Linked DNA regions of Arabidopsis thaliana: region 1 is linked to region 2. The links are chromatin contacts, called in public capture Hi-C maps. All regions are on one chromosome and are shown on one strand. The core of a region is the stretch at or near the end of the contact, and the rest is flanking DNA. Distances in the headings are between cores, read along the strand shown. Region 1 holds the start of AT1G60300 (NAC (No Apical Meristem) domain transcriptional regulator superfamily protein). Region 2 holds the start of ZW2 (transcription factor-like protein).

Region 1 (6,100 bases), core at 2,792-5,291, 590 kb after region 2:
CAATTAATAGAGAGAATAAGAAAACTATATTGTTGAAATACTAGAAACAAAAAAAAAAAATAAAGACAAAGAGTAATTTTTTTTTTTTTTTGATATACCCTATCAGCTAATGTGACCAGTCTCAGTAAGAACACATCGAAGTGCTACGGAGTATGACTTCCAGAGTAAAATCTCCTTGTTACCTTTGGTTGAGTGGGATTAAGAACTTGATAACGCATAACACTTTATCCTTCTTATTATTTTCGTCAGGCCTATACTCTTCTATGAACCAAGCAGTTTTCTTCGGATCTTCTCCTTCACAAACATTTCTTGGTTCCTCATTTTCCGAAAATTGAAAAATCCTCCTGTAACCAAGAACCTTACCTTTTGACTTGATAACTCTATGACCTTCTACGATCCTCCAGCAACCACCACCATCACATTCATCGGTTTTACCACAAGTCTTTGTCCTGTTAGCAAAGATACAGGTTCCGAACTCTTTAAACTTGTCATCTTGAGGATCCACAAGCGTCAACGGATGCAAACGGTACACATCGTTGGTAACGTAGCTAGGCCAAGTGTTTCCATCATAACCGATTATCGTCTCCAGATAAAATGCACCCTCCGCTTCTGAATCGAAGAAACAGACTCCATAAGCTGGCAACAATTGATTTGCAGGAAGCGGTGATCTAGTGGAGAGACACGAGAAATGCTTGGCTAGCAAGAAACTGATTTCAGCATCGAACATAAACCGAATCTTGCAAATCACATGATCTTGCTTGCAGTTCAAGTTATTGTTAAGCCTGTACTCTTCCATTACCCAACTTCTCTTGTATTCTCTAGGTTTCTTCTTTAGGCAGAACTTGAGAATCTTCTTGAACCCTAGAATCTTCCCAGTCTCCTTCGATTTTATCAGTTTATCACGACCAATGATCCTCCAGCAACCAGATTGACATCCATCGGTTCTACCACAATTCTCTGTTCGTGGTTTAACGATCACGAATCTAGGGCTCTGAGAATGAAACTCCTCATTTGGATTCTTGTTGAACACGTCTACATCTTCGATGAAGTGATCAGGCCACGAATCCCCGTTAACGATCATACGCTTCAGATAACGTGAGATGATTACATCGTCTTCTGCTTTGATCAGTTCTTCTTTGATTAGCCAATAAGTTGCTTCGTCTTCTGCTTTCATCAGTTCGTCTTTGATAAGCTCATAAGTTGCTTCGTCTTCAACTTTCATTGGTTCGTCCTCATAAAGAAACTAAATCGATCAAGAGAGAGAGAAAGATTAAACGCAAAAATGAGTGTTGTTTCTTGGAGATGAAGCGAAGAAGACTCATGTTCATAAATGTGCTTTTAAGTTAATGGCAACCGTTATATCTAAGTTTCGTATTGATTAATTTACCCTTGTTGATCTCTTTTTATTTCTCAACTACCCTTCTTCCACGGATATTTTTTCACTGTTTATCCAAAATTTGTGAATGGATTAAAAAAAAGAAGGGAAACACCTCAATAATGTAACCAAAAAGTCTACATAGTTGTCAACCAGAGTTTCCAAGTTATTTAGACCATATAATTGTCTCAAGTCAAGCACCAACCTTTGATAATGTTTGTCCTTATTCATAAAACGGTCGGCGCATCTTCATCATATCAAGTTAGAATAGCATAAGAATATACAGAAATAGATACTCCGATCCACATGTCCTTCACTTTCCACGTGAGTACCACACAGTACAATACTCCACATGTGAAATTAGTAGTGTGGACGTGTGGTAAAACACGGATTTAGGTTATTTACTTTGATTGTCTAATGTCTAATTGATAAGATTCAGATTTTTTTTTTCTTTGACCAATAGTTCCAAATCTTTGCCCCATAATTTACTGATCACTGGTTTCGTTTGGCGTAATGTGGAGAATCAAGACCAACTATTGATAATATAATTTTTATCTGTTGGGCATTTTTGATCCTAGTCCATGACATTCTTTGAATATCCTTAAAAACAGAGGAAAACATTTGAAGGGAGCTAAAAAGTCTTATTATTGAATATTGAAACATAAAGACCTACAAGAAAAATGTCTCATATTCATTTGTTCTCTTTTGCTTCTTCTTCGACTTTGTTCTTATTCATCAACTGGGCCAATCTCTCTGCAAGATTTAGCCTAGTCGCAGGAGACACCCCATTACTTCCAATGATTGATTAAAGAACTGCCAACAGCTTATTCTCGACCATAGCTTGTCCAGTTGTAGGAATGATATCGTCTTTAGAAAACGCAATCTGCAAAACATTTTAATTCACAACAAACATATAGTAGTGAGAACGTGTAGCTATGCACACTTTTATGACATTGTTTTAAAAGCCAATTTCAAGTTTTTTTTTTGAAATTTGAAAGCGTTTATATAAAAGCGTTTATGCTCATTATGCTCACTTTCTCCTTGGTATCCTGGTTTGGTGTCTAAGGTGCAGCGACAATCTTTTCCAGTGGCTCTACCCAACTCCTCTTCTCCTTCACGGTTCAAGACGACACCGCAACTCTTGGTTTATACATGGCGACGACGGTGTGGCAACAACAAGCCTTGGCAAAGTTGATGACCTAACCTATCTCTTAATTCTCTGTTTCTTCCTGGAAAAATATATGACGGCTATATGACGGCTATATGTAAACAACGATATACACACGAGCACACACACGAAATCGCAAAACAACACAACAACGATGATCTCTGCTAATCAGATAAAAACAAATGTCAATTTTTCTGCCCATTGATCTTCATTTATAGATTATTAGGGTTGCTGATTCAGAAACATGTAGTTGGTTTCAGATCATATCAATTCTATACGTTTAGGCTCAACTTGTCTCTGATGTTTTTGATTGCTGCTAATATGGTTGTTTACATGCGATTAGCAAATTGCAGCGACGACAAAAAAAGTCTCTCCTCTCACTACCACAAACCACAAGAAATAAGCATACTAGTCTTTAAACCATATTGAACAGAGAAATAAGAAACACAAAGACTCATGAATCTATAGATGTGTGTATCTAGAATATTCGTAAGATACTAAGATGATCACAAAAACCAAAGTAAAGTATCCTATCTATCATAAGTCAACTTGATAACGCACAACACTTTATTCTGCTTCACGTTTTTGCTAAGCCTATACTCTTGTATAGTCCAAGTTACCGTCACTTCTTCTCCATCACAAAGATATATTTGTCTCACCGTTTCATAGAACTCAAATACCTTCTTGAAACCAATGACCTTTCCGAAATTTGACTTGATCAGCTTATCACCGTGCAGGATCTTCCAGTAACCACCATCGCATTTATCAGTTTCACCACAAGTCTTGTTAGCGAAGATGCAGGTTCCGTAATCATTAAACATCCGATCTTGAAGATCCACAAGCTCCAATGGATGCAGACAGTACACGTTGTTGGTAACGTAGCTAGGCCACTCGTTTCCTTCCGAAGTCATTATCGCGTCCAGATAAAATTCATCCTCCTCTTGTGTATTGGATAAATAATATCCATAAGATGGCAACAGCTCATTTTCAAGAACCGATTCTGATGTAGTGTAGAAATGCTTGCTTAGCAAGAAACTAATTTCAGCTTCAAACATAAACCGAATTTTGCAAATCACATGATCTTGCTTCCAGTTCAAGTTATTGGTAAGCCTATACTCTTCCATTACCCAACTTCTCTTGTAGTCTATAGGTTTCCTCTTTAGGCAAAACTTGAGTATCTTCTTGAACCCTAGAATCTTCCCAGTCTCCTCCGACTTTATCAGTTTATCACGACCAATGATCCTCCAGCAACCCGAATCACATCCATCGGTTTTACCACAAGCCTCTGTTCGTGGTTTAACGATCACGAATCTAGGTCTCTCAGAATTGAACACCTTATCTGGATTCTTGGTGAACACGTTTGCGTCTTCGATGAAGTGATCTGGCCAAGAATCTCCGTTAACGACCATACCCTTCAGATAACGTGAGATTATTACTTCGTCTTCTGAGTATAACAGTTCGTGTTTGATTAGATCATAAGCTGCGTCGTCGTCCTCCATAATGAAACTAAATCGATCAAAAAAATTATCTAGAGAAAGATCAATCGCAAGAATGAGTGTTTGTTTCTTGGAGATGAAGGGAAGAGGAAGAGAGACTCGTGTTAATAAGTTAGTGGCGACCGTTATATATAATTTTTGTGTTGACCAATTTACCCCTGATGATATCTCTTTATTTCGCAATTATGAACTACCCTTTCCTCCGCGGATAATTTTTTTGTAAACTTTTTTTCTTCTTTTCTTCTGGTGCTTTTGTTAAAATAAATTACTGTCAGTTATACGATAGTTTTGTTTCGTTGACATATGTATAAGTAATAATCTTATTTCTTTTTTTTGAATTTCATGTTAAATTAGATTCAAAAGAAAACGTTTTTACAACAAGTGCAGCTTTAATTTAGATTACAATAGCAGAGAAAAGATTAAACTTTGATGAGTTGAGAACTTAGTGCTTTGACGCAAACCACTTTTGGAGACCACTCGCATAACGCCCATCGCCCATGAGCCTAATTGCTGATAATCGATTTCGAATCTGCTTGTCTAGCCATCCGACTAACCGAGCTGGTGGGTTAGGATCATCCCCATGCATTCTTCCATTCCTCTCTCTCCATAATGCATAGATTACAGTCTGAAACACATACCTTTGTAAAAATCCTTCTACCCGCTGGTTTTGGTGGCAAGAGACGCGCATTAGGTTCGTGTGCCAATCTGTTGAGTAGCTAGTTTGAAAAATGTTCTTAGAAGAGGTGCTCCCTAGTTTCTACCTCGGTGTGACAGAGAAAACACGTGTCTGTTGCTCCGACATTCCACATCCTCATACGGTCCCCGGTGGAGAGACGATTTAGAACCGCTAGCCACACACAAAAGGATTGCCTAGGCGTCGCGTGAGTAAACCATACTCCTTTGTGCCAAGTGATCGTGGGAGAGATAGTTCTTAGATGATGCCATGTATCCTTGGTAGAGAAACGTGGCCGATAAGTGTCATTTATACCACGCCAAAGAATATGATCTGCTTCATCTTTACGATTCTGCATTTTTTTATTTAAAGCCTCTTCTATTTGCATGAGTAATCCGTCTCTATGCCTTCGACGACGACGCATTGTCCACGCATCCGCCACAGATTTTTGCCAATCTATTCCCAAATCAATAGCACCTCGCTCACCCACAAGATCAGATAAACGACCCAAATCAGACCAGTTATCATACCAAAATGATGTGGTTTGCCCATTCTTGACTTCCGCTCGACATAAAGGACTTGCAACTGCCCGATATTTGAGGAGTTTCTTCCACATCCAAGAGCCTATGTGTGTTTGACAGACCAGAAGGACTTCTGTTTGAGAAGATTTTCTTCTATCCACTTCACCCAAAGAGAGTTTCCATGAGACACTATTCTCCATATTAGCTTCAAACAACAGACATCGTTAGCCTCCTTTAAGGATCTTAGACCCAAACCACCTTCATGCTTAGGCTTACAAATCTCTTGCCATGACACCTTTGCTTTCGTTGTTTTCATTTCCTGCCCAGACCAAAGAAATGCAGAACAAATTTTATCCACTTCACGAATACAACCGCGAGGAAGTCTAAACGCTGCCATCCAAAAGTTACAAATACTCCAGAGTACTGAACTTATTAGATTCAATCTACCAGCAAAAGAGAGAAATCTTGCTGTCCAAGAGCCAATTCGTTGTCTTATCTTTTCAAGGAGAGGAAGGTAATCAGCTGCAGATAGACGTTTATTAACAAGGGGAAGTCCAAGATACCTTACAGGTAATGTTCCCACTGAAAACGGGTATGTAGAGGTGATCGTTTGGTGAGCTGTTGCAGACGTGCCCGCTAAAAACAGAGTCGACTTCTCCATACTTATTCTGAGTCCTGACCACAGAGCAAAGTCATTGAAAACTCGGACCACTCCATCAATTGACCGAATTTTACCATCAGAGAGAACCATGATGTCATCTGCAAAACTTAGGTGAGTGAGACCTATATTTTTGCAAACTTAGGTCAATAGAGGCAGTAAAATAAAATTTTCTTAATTATGAAAGCACCTTTATTTTCTTGTTCATG
Region 2 (5,415 bases), core at 2,204-4,703:
CATGTGGTGATTTGTAGGGAAGGTAACAAGTCTTTAAAATTTCCCGGACGTAGCGTACCGACCGTGGGACAGAGGTGAACCCACATGCCCGAAAGAAGACGTGGAGCCCACTAGTAGGGACAGTCAGAACGTCATAAGTAGTATCAGATCCGAATTCACATGAGTGTGAAATCAAGAAAGCTCGCTCCATCCGGGGTTACGATCTTGGTGTGCCACGAGAACGTTACGTTCTGTTTGTGGGGATGAATTGTAACACTCCGATTTTAGGAATATGGTGGTGCATGCGAAAACGTTTAATAGAATTGATTTGACTATTTATATCACCAACGTGCATTTATCTTTTCGGTGAAACTTTTTGGGATAACTTCATAGTTAAGTGTGCTTAAGCTGAAAAATCTCAAAATTGGTGACCTTCCAGAAAGTGATTGTTGTAACCATGTAACTGAGGATAAAACATGGAAAAATTATGTGGTGATTTTTAGGATCAGTAACAAGGCTTTAAAATCTCCCAAACGTAGCTTACCAACTATCAGACAGAGGTAAAACTACGGAAACGAGAGAAAAACGTGGAACTCACTAATAGGAACAGTTAGTTGATTAAACCACTCTTTTACTTCACTGATAATAACCATATGAGAATTCTATCCATCATAACTTCTAAAGCTTTTTTAAACAAAAAGTCATTATTATTTTGATATATTTTAGTTTTATAAACTTTAATTTAAAAAATTATATTGAATCAAAATAGGAGAGACATGTGTTTTATGGGATTCTCGTAAATATCTTAGAGTTTCTTATTTAAGAATCTTTCTTCACTCTTTTCTTCCTTGAGTGAAAAAAAAAAGTGTTTGAAGTAGGAACACGAACTCAATAAAGAATAAAAAGATGATAGATAACATAAAACGTAGGAAACTCGTATTTGAAGTCCAAAAGTTTTAGTGAATATGCTTGGCCTACCTTAGCCCCATAAGTACTACCAATTCATATATAAATAATCCCATCACGAAAAGCGACCTTATACAGTGATGGAAAATGATTTTTGCACACTTCAGTCGTAGTCTAGAAATCCATTAATGAGAAACAACTTTTGTTTATGAAACACTTTATACATGAGTTTTTAGCTAGGGGATTATCACTAGGAAATATGATTGTCGTCACAAAATTCTCAAATTGTATGATGGGGACTAGTTTGTTCCACACCAAGGATATGAGATCGTTGACAAGCTCGGTGAAGTTAGAGGTGAGAAAATGAAAAAAGTAAAGATGTATGTAACACGAGACGAGATATACCAAGCCTCGGCTCACCTTATATAAAAAATACTTCAATAGAAAATCTTTTAAAGTTGTTGCACACACTTATTGGGCTTACAGACAACTAAAACAAATACTTAGCTTCTCACCAACCAATTTCTTATTCTACGCAAAGTATTGAGATCATTCAGAATCCATAGATCATTCAGAATCCATGCACACGAACGCCTGCTTCTCGAACAAAGTAAATTCCTTCTTTCTAAGATTAAAACAAAAGCTAGCTCTTGATCTTTTTTCTTCTATGAAAGGCCTAATCTTTTATATATACACTTTGGTTCGGTTCTCCTATGAATTTGTACAAGCACGTACGACGAAAATTATACATGTTGAAATAGGCTTTTTACCTATGGATTTGCATATTATTTTTATAATCATACCAAAAAGTGTTACTTTTACATGTGACTCTGTGAGTTTAATTAAGTCCGTTTATCTTTGCCAGCAGCTTATTTGAGTTATTTAGTTTATAAAGAGTTCTTTTTTTTTTGTAATAAAAACATACCTATTTGAATAAACATTGAGTGTGTTATTTGTACAAAATAAAATAATTTAATAACACATCTTTTATTTTTTTGATACTACTGATTAACAAAACTTTATAAGTTTTTTTTTTTTTGTTCCTTTTTTAATCTTACCTACAATGGTTCCAAGTTCAGTGTAGCGACATTCGCTTCATTCAATGTCTTTGTTTCTTAACCACTACGATTGGTTTATTATATCTATTGTTATTTGTTGTTTTCTACTTGAACATTACCACACAACACAAGTGTGAAGTTTAAATGTAAAGACAAAAGTCTGGATTCCAGAAGAAGAAAAGAATATACGTTATAGATTCTCTTCACACATGTCTACAATTTCTTAAGATCGTCAGCCTTAATATTCTTTTATCAACGTAACATAAAACTTTTGTACATTATCAAAAAAATATAAAAAAAATTGTAACTTGAAATGATAGATCAATGTAGCTTGTCAATGGATGCTACGTCCGGTTTAGGACCTCCTCCAGCACTTCGATATTTTTTTGCGGGTTAAATCTGCAGCTCTGAATATGATTGTAACCCTTTTTGTTTTGTGACAGTGAATTTTACGTTGTGTATGGAAGTTTATTACTATGCATAGAAAAAATGTTTTTTATATCCATGAATATGAACAATGTGATTACATTACATATACCTTTTATTTTAGATCTCCATACACATTATTATACATCAATACTATGATTCAAAAACATAATATATTAGCCAATACTGATAATCATCATAATTATGTTAAAATCATTAATAGTCTATTAAGTAAAATATAAAAATAACCATCTATTAAATTGAAAACGTTTCACTTTTGGATAAATTTAAATTATCATGGCATTCTACAGTGTCTATAAACACTTAGCTCCAATAATGTTAACTTTTCTGAAATCAATATAAAAATAACCGAAAATGGTTGCTAAATATTTCTTATGTGATGTGTATATAGCCACTTAACTCTTATTTTCACTGATCACACCTTCAAAAATATATAGTTTCGTAATTTAATAGATGGCTAGAACAATTATTAAGACATTAGGTCATCTCCATTGGTCATCTCCATTGGTCACATACTTTAAAAGTTTCTCAAAAAAAAAATATAATAATATTTTATTATGATTTAGTTTCTGTGCAATTATAAATACACACATATACACATAATCTCTCAATCATTACTCTAAAATTTCTCTGCAAAGAAACTATTCTCAATCTCTCTCCTATCTCTCTTCTATTTTATTATTATTTTATATTTTTTAGTTAATGAGAAACTATGTGAGAGACTACTGATGGAGATGGTTTTAGATGATAAGTAGATGGTCAAGATAATACATCCCAGTCCTTTTTTATTTATTTGTTGAAGTAATTTAGATATTCAATTGATAATTTGGATGTCTCTATAAGAAACAAAAATTTACCTAGAAATGACATGCCCTAAAATGTTTCAAATTACGTAAATTATCTGTATGAGAGATCGTACATTTTGTACTATTTTGTACCATTCTGAAACCGCTTACTGCTCCCATTTACTATTAAAATTAAACATTCTAATTACTACTTAACTTCACCAAAATCGACCTATAATTTTTAACGATGATGTCTTTGTCTTATATAAATACTTAAACAGACACACATGCATGTCTCGTCTATATTCATTGACTCACTTGGAACTATATATGAGTCATGCCAATCACTAGCAGCTCTGAAACTTTTGCGAGCTTCTTCAATGACTGGCTCTGCCGTCACAGGCAATTCGTCCAACAACTTGCACACCTTGCTGATGAAACAACCATTGTAACTCCAATAGAAGAAGAATCTCTTGTGAGTAACTTTCTTTCTCACTATCTCCAATACTACGAAGAGAAATCAGTTGCCATGTCCGTGGCCGGTGACGATATATATGATTTCTTCTCTCCACCATGGCTCAGCTCATACGAGAAACTCATCCTCTGGATCGGAGGTTTTAAACCAGGTATGGTTTTTAAGCTCATAACCACTTCTGTTAATGACCTTACGAGCCACCAAATAGACCAACTCGAGAGCATTCGGTTAGAGACTAAACGGAGGGAGAGAGATTTGATGCGAAGGTTCGCGCTTCTACAACAGAGCGTGGGGGATCCACTTCTGATGGTTCCATTTAGGCGCATCGGAGTGTTGAGGCTTGGCGAAGGAGAGCAGCCAGAAATGGAGGATGCAATGGAGGTTTTGAAGGTAGAGATGATTAAAGCGATGAAGAACGCTGATCAACTCCGGTGTGTGACGGTTGGGAAAGTGGTGGAGGTTCTGAATCCACGGCAGTCGATCAAGCTGCTAAGAGCCGCTGGAGAGTTTTATCTCCGGCTGAGAGATTTAGGTGTGTAGAGAGAAACAGTTCTTTGCTAGGACTTTAATGTTCTTTTTTTTTTTTTTTGAGTGTTCTAAGTATTTCGAAATCAGGTTTGGTCTTATAAGTGAACAACATTTGTTCTACAATAAAAACAAATCCGGTAGTGCTTATGTATAGGTTTGGGCTTTGGACATGAGTTTTGTATGTAATTACGTTTCATGCCATCGTACTTTTAGTTCTCTAGTGAGAGTTGATCCTACTTTGTAAATGATAGTCAGATTTTGATGAATGATGTAAGAAAGATAGTGGTTTATTTAATCAGCCAATCTTCTATCCCTTTCTTCATTTTCTTCCCCAAAAATGTCTTCTTCTTTATGTTCGATTGTAAGAAGCCTTTGAATAAACAATACAGTCCACAACTTACCGTAACACAAAATTAATTTTTACAATTCATGGCATTCAAGTTGGTGGTAAGTCTTCTAGCTCTTGCTCTTGTTACATGTAGCTTATATTAAGATTACTTGCAGTTCTCAGTAGGCATTGATTTCCATACATATTGACTAGTTGGGCCTTGGCGAATGGATAGGCTTTTCTTGTTCAGCGTCTAGGTCCGCCCATTTTTGGGTTTTGAACAGTATCATGTTTTAATTCATATGATCTATTGGCTAAAAATTAGAAATTCTTATATCCATTTTTGCAAAAAAAAAAATTAATAGGATAAAATGAAGAAATTAGTATCTTTTGCTTTTCTTTCTCTTGTTATGGCCAGTGATAATAACAATTTAACTTACCCATTTCGATAGTCCATGCTTCTCATATGTTTTTCACGTTTCACCGTCGAATTTAAAATCTTCTTCACTAATATTGAGGTACTAAATATCATGTTTTTTCAACTTAATAGTGTTTATTGGCAGAGGCGCTCAAGGGATCACTCTCCCATGAAGTTGCCTCATTTATAAAATATTTAAGCGGCAAGAACACAAAAAGACCATCTTACTATCTACTCATGCACTTGACTTGAAACTTCTAAAGCTGTAGAAAACTGATTCTCCATAAATACTTTAAGTCTTTAATAATCAAAATTCCATCCAATTCTTCGTTGCACCATGGGAGCACAACAAGTACTGAAGTACAAATGAAATAGAATTGTCTTCCATTATTATCACTAACCCTTTTACTTTCTGGAATTCACATTATGTAACGGATCATAATTCGATTCCACACGTAGTGCATTACTTAGTGCACGATTGCTTCATCATG

The links. Capture Hi-C pulls out chosen DNA fragments and counts their contacts.
Region 1: a contact with region 2 is called in a capture Hi-C map of seedling, with 2.7 times the contacts expected there. A contact is called at or near these places in 2 of 26 Hi-C or Micro-C datasets (root and seedling) and 1 of 3 other capture datasets (seedling).

Annotation. Positions count from the first base shown.
Region 1 is chr1:22,226,707-22,232,806 of TAIR10.1, forward strand. It overlaps AT1G60300 (NAC (No Apical Meristem) domain transcriptional regulator superfamily protein), which reads right to left and starts at 4,042. Exons shown (of 1, transcript NM_104719.1): 1 at 3,074-4,042. The coding sequence starts at 4,042. The coding sequence ends at 3,074. NAC023 (NAC domain containing protein 23) reads right to left here and starts at 1,222. Exons shown (of 1, transcript NM_104718.1): 1 at 179-1,222. The coding sequence starts at 1,222. The coding sequence ends at 179. It also overlaps the pseudogene AT1G60290 and the pseudogene AT1G60310.
Region 2 is chr1:21,637,638-21,643,052 of TAIR10.1, forward strand. It overlaps ZW2 (transcription factor-like protein), which reads left to right and starts at 3,454. Exons shown (of 1, transcript NM_104613.4): 1 at 3,454-4,404. The coding sequence starts at 3,513. The coding sequence ends at 4,190.